Regions from separate parts of the Mus musculus genome. Here region 1 is linked to region 2. A link is a contact called in public HiChIP or PLAC-seq data. All regions are on one chromosome and are shown on one strand. Each heading gives the region's core, a stretch centred on a gene start, on an enhancer-like site or on the middle of the called end of the contact. The rest is flanking DNA. Distances are from core to core; before and after follow the strand shown. Region 1 has its middle 36 kb from the start of Pde2a. Region 2 overlaps Arhgef17 (Rho guanine nucleotide exchange factor (GEF) 17).

Region 1 (3,236 bases), core at 609-3,108, 520 kb after region 2:
GTGATGTGTTGTAAGACAGCACAGTAGAGGTGCTTTGCTTTGATCTCCTGGGCTCTAGGACATGAGAGGAGCCCTTCGCCCAATGCCTACAGAATGCAAACCTAAGCCTGAGCCTCTGCTCTCAGCTTTCCCTGCCTGACATTAGAGTCTCCTCAGCTTTCCTCCTGCTCTTAGCCTGTTCTCCCCTTTTGTGAGCGCTCCCCGTAGCCAGCACTATGTGACACTGTAGAGTGCTTTCCCTTGGCGTGAGGTCACATCCCTGCAGGATTGAGACTCAACCTTCGTGAAAAATACCTGTGACTACAGTGTTGGGGGGGGGGGGCAGAGCAGAAGGTTCTGTTGTCTCAAGGATTCCTAATACTGGAGCCAGTGCCAGAAGGGAGGGATGCACTTGGTACTTTAGGTTGCTTGGGATGGGAGGAGCCCAGAGTTAGGGGTGGGAGCCTGAAGGAGGAAGGACTTCCTGGAGGAGTGTGGTTGGGGGTGGGATTGGATGTTGGGGAGGAGAATAGGGAGGGAACTCTGAGAGAAAAGGCTGTAGTAGGGCACAGCCTGGGCACCGAGCATTGCTGGTGGAGTGTTGGGGAAAAGTGGGCAGGGTAGGATATGGGGCAGAAGAGGGCTGGGGTATCTGCCTTTCTCTCTTCTGGCTCCTTCATTTCAACCCTCCCACTCTGCATGATATCCAGCAGTGAGGACCCAGGAACCCTTGGCTCCAGGGAGCTCTGGGTACACAGGCTGTAGTGAGACAGGTGGGGGTAAAGCTGGACCCTGCTACCTCCGTACTAACCCTGGGGCTGGAGGGGGCATGGAACCTCTTTCCTACCCCCTGGCTCTTATTGCTGCCTGCCCACAGTTCTGTTTTGGAAAGCATAGATGGGTAGGCAGATATCCTTTATAGTCCACGTGGCTTTGACAGTTACTTAGATCTCTGATCGTCTGTGTGCTCTCTGTCCTTTGGAGCTAAGCTGCATCCCGATAGCCTCCTGGGAACACTGAATGAGCAGGCGCAGGTAAGTGTGAAGTGCCAGCCGTGCCCCTTGCTAGTCTTCCTAGATATATCCGCAGTGACATCTTTGTGACATACAGGAGAAGAGCTTGAGAGGTTCAGCCAGCACTTAGTGACTACTTCCTGTGTTCAGCCCTCACTCACCAAGCACTTGTTGAATACCTGCTGTGTGCAGAGCTTTTGCCGCACACGTGGGGCAGATGAGTAAGTGGTGTGGGGGAGGAGGAAACCCTTGAGGAGAGAGGATGCTGCTCAGAGGGATTCATGAAGGGCTCATGTCCTGAAGCCTGGAGGGTAGGGGATGCTGAAGAGAGACAGACAAATGTAGATGGCCTGAAGTAAGGACCTGTTGTAGCTGGATCTTAACACCCATGCAACCCCAGGGCCTCACACCCTCAGCACCAGACACCCTAAGGCCTCCCCTCCACACCCTAGCTGTCAGGTCTTAGCTCTACTGGCTACCTAGGAGACACGACTACATCCCTGTCTAATGGGCCCTTTAGGATCTTGTCCCTACCAGAAAACAGCATCTTTTCTACTACTTAAGTACTTAGTGACCTGAATGACCCAGATCCTACTCTCAGACTGTGTGACTGTTTCTGTCTCACTGACACACATGCATGCACGTGCGCACCCACACCCACACAGAGCTGGTCAGAATCTCCCTGCCTCTCCTGTCAGGGAATGCCTTTGGATTCTTGTTCCCAGTGTCCATGTTCTATGAAAACATGGGGAGGATTTGTACCCAGCTAACCAACCAGGGGGATGGCTCCTTGAAGAGCTCACTGGCCCTGGCATGTGCCCTCCTCTATGCTACTTTCAGCCTGTGGAAATTTCCACACTTCCTCTGCCCTGGTTACAGCTCCTACTGCTGTATTTATCACCCTGGAGACACAGTGACACAGGCCACAGGCACACACTCATGCTCTGCACACACGTGCCTGCACACCTCAGCTTGCACTGCCATAACTCAAGTGCATCACACACACACACACACACACACACACACAGAGCACGTGGAGGAGGGACATCCACACACAAAGAGCTCTCTAGGAAAATTGTTCTCCCTCCTGCTGCTGCCCCTCCCCCACCTCCTCCTCCTCTGTTCTGTCCGCCCACCCCCACCCACAGACCAAAGAGCTGGGCCTGAGGACTGTACCTCCCACTCCTTATCAGCTGGGAGGCACTCTGCCTGGTGACTTGAGTGTGCCCTCCCTCTTGCCATTCCGCCCTCCCTCCCCCCTCTGCCACTCCCCTGCAATCTTGACTGTCTTCTATGCATAAGTCCCCTCTTTGTCACTCTTTTGACTCTGAAGTGGAAACTGTCATTCTTCTCTGCTTTGTCTCCCGGAGGTTCAAGTCGAGGAACCCCAAGGATCCAGGCAGAGAGATAGACTAGGAGGGGGTGCCAGGAACCCACATCTCCTCAGCTCCTGTCACCTTCAGCCCTCCTCTTGATGAGGGGAGGGCTGTGTGCCTGGAACCATGGAGACCAGTGAGCGTCATGGCAACACAGTCTGGGTGGGCACAGCCTTCCTCCTCCGGGGTTTGGGGGGGTGCGTAGGAGGAACCCCATGGGCCTGATGGCTGTGGGCCTTGTGCTGGTGCCCAGTGCTGGTCACCGCATCTGCCTGCAACCTGTTCTAGTCCTACCCCTCCTTGACTCACTGCACTGTGGGCTGCAGGACTCGAACGAAGGCTCTGATGCTCCCTGGACACTGCAGGAAAGATACTGCAAACACCAACAGAGCTCAGGGGCTTGCCTAGGGCCCCACAGACTTCATAGTTGGCCACCCATGTCAGTTTACTCAGGGCAGAGAAGTCAGCTCAATGTGAGTTTGGACTCCCTGTGAAACCCCCAACTAGCCCTTTGCCTTGCCAGTGAGGATATGGAATACCTGCTGTGCCAAGGCTTCGTGTGTTCTCTCACTTCACCCTTGGGAGACCCAGGGTGGCCAGAGAGTGGCCTACCAAGGACAGATAGGCTTGGGACAACCCGTCCTGGCAGGTACCCTTTTCTCATTTGTGTCTTCCTTGCTGAAGAGGAGTCCCTGGCAGGTTCTACAGCTTCATCAGAATCTGGCCTTAGGTTGTCTAGAAACCTGAGAGCTAGTTTTGGGGGGTGGGGTGGGGTGGGGTGGGGTAGACCCTTCCTTAAGTGCCTAGACATAGGGAGGACTTTGCAACCTGTGCACAATGGTTGCTTTCTGGTCCTGTAAAGACTTGT
Region 2 (3,393 bases), core at 666-3,165:
TCACAGACGAGTCAAGTCAGAGAAGTGATGTGACTTGCCCAAGATCATTCGGCCAGTGACAGACAAGGCCCAGGGCCTCTTTAGACACCTTATGCAGAGCCCTAGGGTCCCAGCTCCCTATGCTCCCACTACCAGGAACCTCGGGCCACAGAGCTCCCCAGCTCTGCTCTTCCCCACTGTGTGACTTTCGTGGCCCTGCTGCCATCCTCCTTCATGAAAAGGAATAAAAACCCTTTGTTCCTGGTACCACACAGGCTCCATGTTCTGCAGTGGGGAGCAGGGAGGTGCCCCCCACACACAGCGACCCTAGCTGTCCCTTCTCATTCCACTTCCCTGAGACTTCACTGGAGGTTTTCTGACCGACAGGAGAGCCAGACCAGGCTTTGGGCCACACTGCTACTGTCCCCTGCCCACACTCACTGGCCAGCCACCCCCAACCTGGGTCATGGTCAGAGAAGTTTCCTGAGGGGGAGGGCTGGCACTGAGCCGGTTGGCCGGGAGACTGGGGGTAGAGGGAGCTGACGCTGCAATGCAGCCGCCTCTCCCGGCCTCCTCCCCACTGCAAAGCACAGTGGGCTGTCATTCAGCTGTCAGGTAACGCACAGAAAACAAGGCCAGCTCCTTGTCACTGCGTGGAGCACCCTCTGCACGTGTCCGGACACGGGAGCAGTGCAGGGGGGCGGGGGACAGGGGAAGCAGGAGATGGAGGGACAAAGCAGCTGTCAACCAGATCGGCAGGCCCACCTGTTCCAGGCTGGCCAGCCCTTCAGCCTGCTTCCCTCGGGATCCCCTAACCCTTCAGTAGCCACAGACAGGACCCTGGCATGGGGACCAAGGGGGCCCGTGGGAAGGTGGACACGGCAGGAACTTGGTAAGGGGGACTCTCCTGTCATTAAACCCAAAGACAGCGTGAAGAAAGATTCATAGAGAGGCTATGAAGGCCAGATGCCCCACATCAAGACAAAAATGAAGCCTAGTTATCCAGCTGCGAGGTAGGCCCTTTTGCCCAGACTCCTGGAGCATTGGAGACACGTATGCAAAACACAGTACAGTACCCGGATTAGGCCTAGTCCCCATTGTGCCCATAGCACGGAACAGAGTCAGGGCCCAGACAAACACAAAAACAAGGCAGCATCCCTGGTCCCAGCCTCCTCCAGTTTCCAGAAAGGCCACTGGAGGCAGAGATGGGGACAGGCCCCAGGGTCCCAGTGGCAAAGTGGTGGTGCAGTTGGGGCCCTTCAACCCTGAGGGAGGTTGTAAATCTGGCTTTCCTGGGGACCCAAGGTGTCCCAGGAACAAATCTGCTTTCACCTGACCCATTTGACAAGAGAGTACTGTCTTGGGCCTTGACCCTGCCAACCCAACTAGTGCAGCCAGAGTTGGCTGTGCCGGTTGGCCATGGGGAGGAGGCTCATCAATCTCTCTGCCTACATCTGAGGTCAGCTCTCCTCAACCCGGGCACTGACAGGCAGGCAGGTCCTGGTTTCTGAGCTAAGTTCCAGGCCCTGTTCTCCAGCATCGGCCTACGCTACCCCATCTCCTGGGTCTGCAGCATCCTAGGCCAAGACCCAAGTTCCCGGCTGCCCCTCCCCCTCCCAGTACCTGGGCCTCCCCCGGCTCCTCCGCGGTGTCAGAGCCCCCGTCCCCGCCCCCGGCGGACTCCCCGGAGGCGGCGGCCGAGCCCAGATCGCGCATGTCTTCCAGCGCGATGGTGAACTGGGCCAGGGTCTTCACCATCTGAAGCATGCGGCCGGGCTGCCGCCGGGGCGGGTACTGCGCAGAGTCGGAGGGCCCCCTCCCACCCGCGCTCCTCGGGGGCCTTAGCCCCGCCGCGGTGGTGGTGGCGGCTTGAGTAGCAGCGTCAGTGAGGGCGCAGCCCGCGGTGGCGCTGCGGCCTCCTCCGCGCAGGGAGTGCGCGCGGCGTCGCAGGGGGAGAGTCCCGCCCTCTGCGCGCCGCCCCTTCTCCCGCAACAGGCTCAGTGCCTCGGGACCTCGCACCCCCGCCTCAGGACACAAGTCACACACACTCGCGGATAAAGACGCGTCCACAGTGTATCTAGTGCGCACACACAGATCTACACCCAGGAGCCATGGATGAATAGAGCTGGCATAGAACAGGCCCGGGGGGGGGGGGGTAGGGTAGGGTCAAGTGCACTCTCACATACAGATCCCCAATTCCTGACACCCAGGAGCCTGACCCACCATCTTTCACAATAATGCGACTTTCTTGATCAACAACTGCAGTGTGGCAGACGCAGGCACCGTTCCATGTAGGTATCAAATACGGGATGGCTGAAAACCTCACTGGCCCCAGCCAGTGAGAGAGGGATTTGAGTGTGATAGAGAGAGGCTGTCACACAAATCACCCACATTAAGTCACCCCTATCCCTACCACCATCTCCCCCAGGTGTTCTCTACCTGGCTCCAGTCCTGTTCCCTTCCAGTGCCTCTCCCCAAGACCCTCACTGGGAAAGCCCCACCCCCACCCCCAAATCTGCCCTCCACCAACTTCCTGGCTTTTGTTTAAATGTGATCCTCCATCTTCTGGCTCCTTCCACAAATGCCAGGACGAGGCTAGAATCTACTCCAGGGTCCATTTAAGTAGGACTGGGGTGTGGTGAGAAACAACTTTGACACCAAATCCCACTGGGCACCAGGAAGGGGGTCCATACTGTGTCTTACTCCTCACTAGCTCCACCTCCTTCAACATTGTGGGTTCCCACACTCACCAAGCTTGCATCTGACTCCCTCTCTCCAACCCGTTCTCTCTGGATTTCCTGAGCAGTTAATGAACCTCGATCACACAAGCTAGGCTCACCCTTGTTCCCACTCCTACACACTTCTTTGTTTCACCCTAGCCAACTCTCTGTGTCTAGAAAAGTCACCTCTCCCTTGCCTGGGGGCCTTGACCTAAGCCCGTTCCCTCTCCTTAGCAACCAATGTCTTCACTCAACTGCTCTACACAATGTCACCTCTTCTAGGAAGCCCTCCGGTCTTCGAGGTAGGTGTTATGTGCCTGTTCTGTGTTCTCCAAGATCTTCAGTTTTCTTATCTTAACCACAGATAGTCTGTAATAATGGATTGATGCCCACCTTCACCCAGGAGACTGCTGGCTCCCTGAGGTAAGGGTTCTTGGTAAGCCAAGGCACTGAACACACGTAACAGACGGTTGGTCTCAATAGCTTTGCTTTTCCCCTTGGCCAGTCAGCATGGGTACATTTCTGAGCATCTTTTCAGTGTGGAGGTCCCTGCATCCCTCTATCCAGCCCTGCTTCATTAGCCCAGACTCCACACCCCATTCTAAGGAACTTAAAAAAAAATACTTGCATATTTTTAATCTACATGTATGAGTGTGTTGCCTGCATGTATACCTGCTTGGTGTCTATGGAGACC

Evidence for each region. HiChIP or PLAC-seq counts read pairs in DNA pulled down with a chosen protein or histone mark.
Region 1: an H3K4me3 HiChIP or PLAC-seq map of forebrain shows a contact between it and region 2, with 4 times the contacts expected there. The contact joins two enhancer-like sites. A contact is called at or near these places in 3 of 39 promoter capture datasets (the C10 cell line, liver and second pharyngeal arch cranial neural crest), 2 of 15 datasets of contacts at CTCF or cohesin (large pre-B cells and pro-B cells), 10 of 484 Hi-C or Micro-C datasets (B cells, CD4 T cells, CD8 T cells and 3 more), 4 of 115 datasets of contacts at active chromatin or transcription factors (embryonic basal ganglia, forebrain, large pre-B cells and 1 more) and 1 of 9 other capture datasets (embryonic stem cells).

What each region holds. Positions count from the first base shown.
Region 1 is chr7:101,413,198-101,416,433 of GRCm38.p6, forward strand. No RefSeq gene overlaps it. Among named protein-coding and RNA genes, the nearest start is that of Pde2a, 36 kb to the right of the region's middle. Within about 2 kb of position 1,859, at least 52 of the 459 cell types and tissues checked have an H3K27ac peak or open chromatin away from gene starts, as enhancers often do. A contact at or near this core is called in the N1E-115 cell line, embryonic basal ganglia and forebrain, where this site is marked.
Region 2 is chr7:100,892,841-100,896,233 of GRCm38.p6, forward strand. All of the region lies in intron 1 of Arhgef17 (Rho guanine nucleotide exchange factor (GEF) 17), which reads right to left. Among named protein-coding and RNA genes, the nearest start is that of Mir3102, 12 kb to the left of the region's middle. Within about 2 kb of position 1,916, at least 124 of the 459 cell types and tissues checked have an H3K27ac peak or open chromatin away from gene starts, as enhancers often do. A contact at or near this core is called in the N1E-115 cell line, embryonic basal ganglia and forebrain, where this site is marked.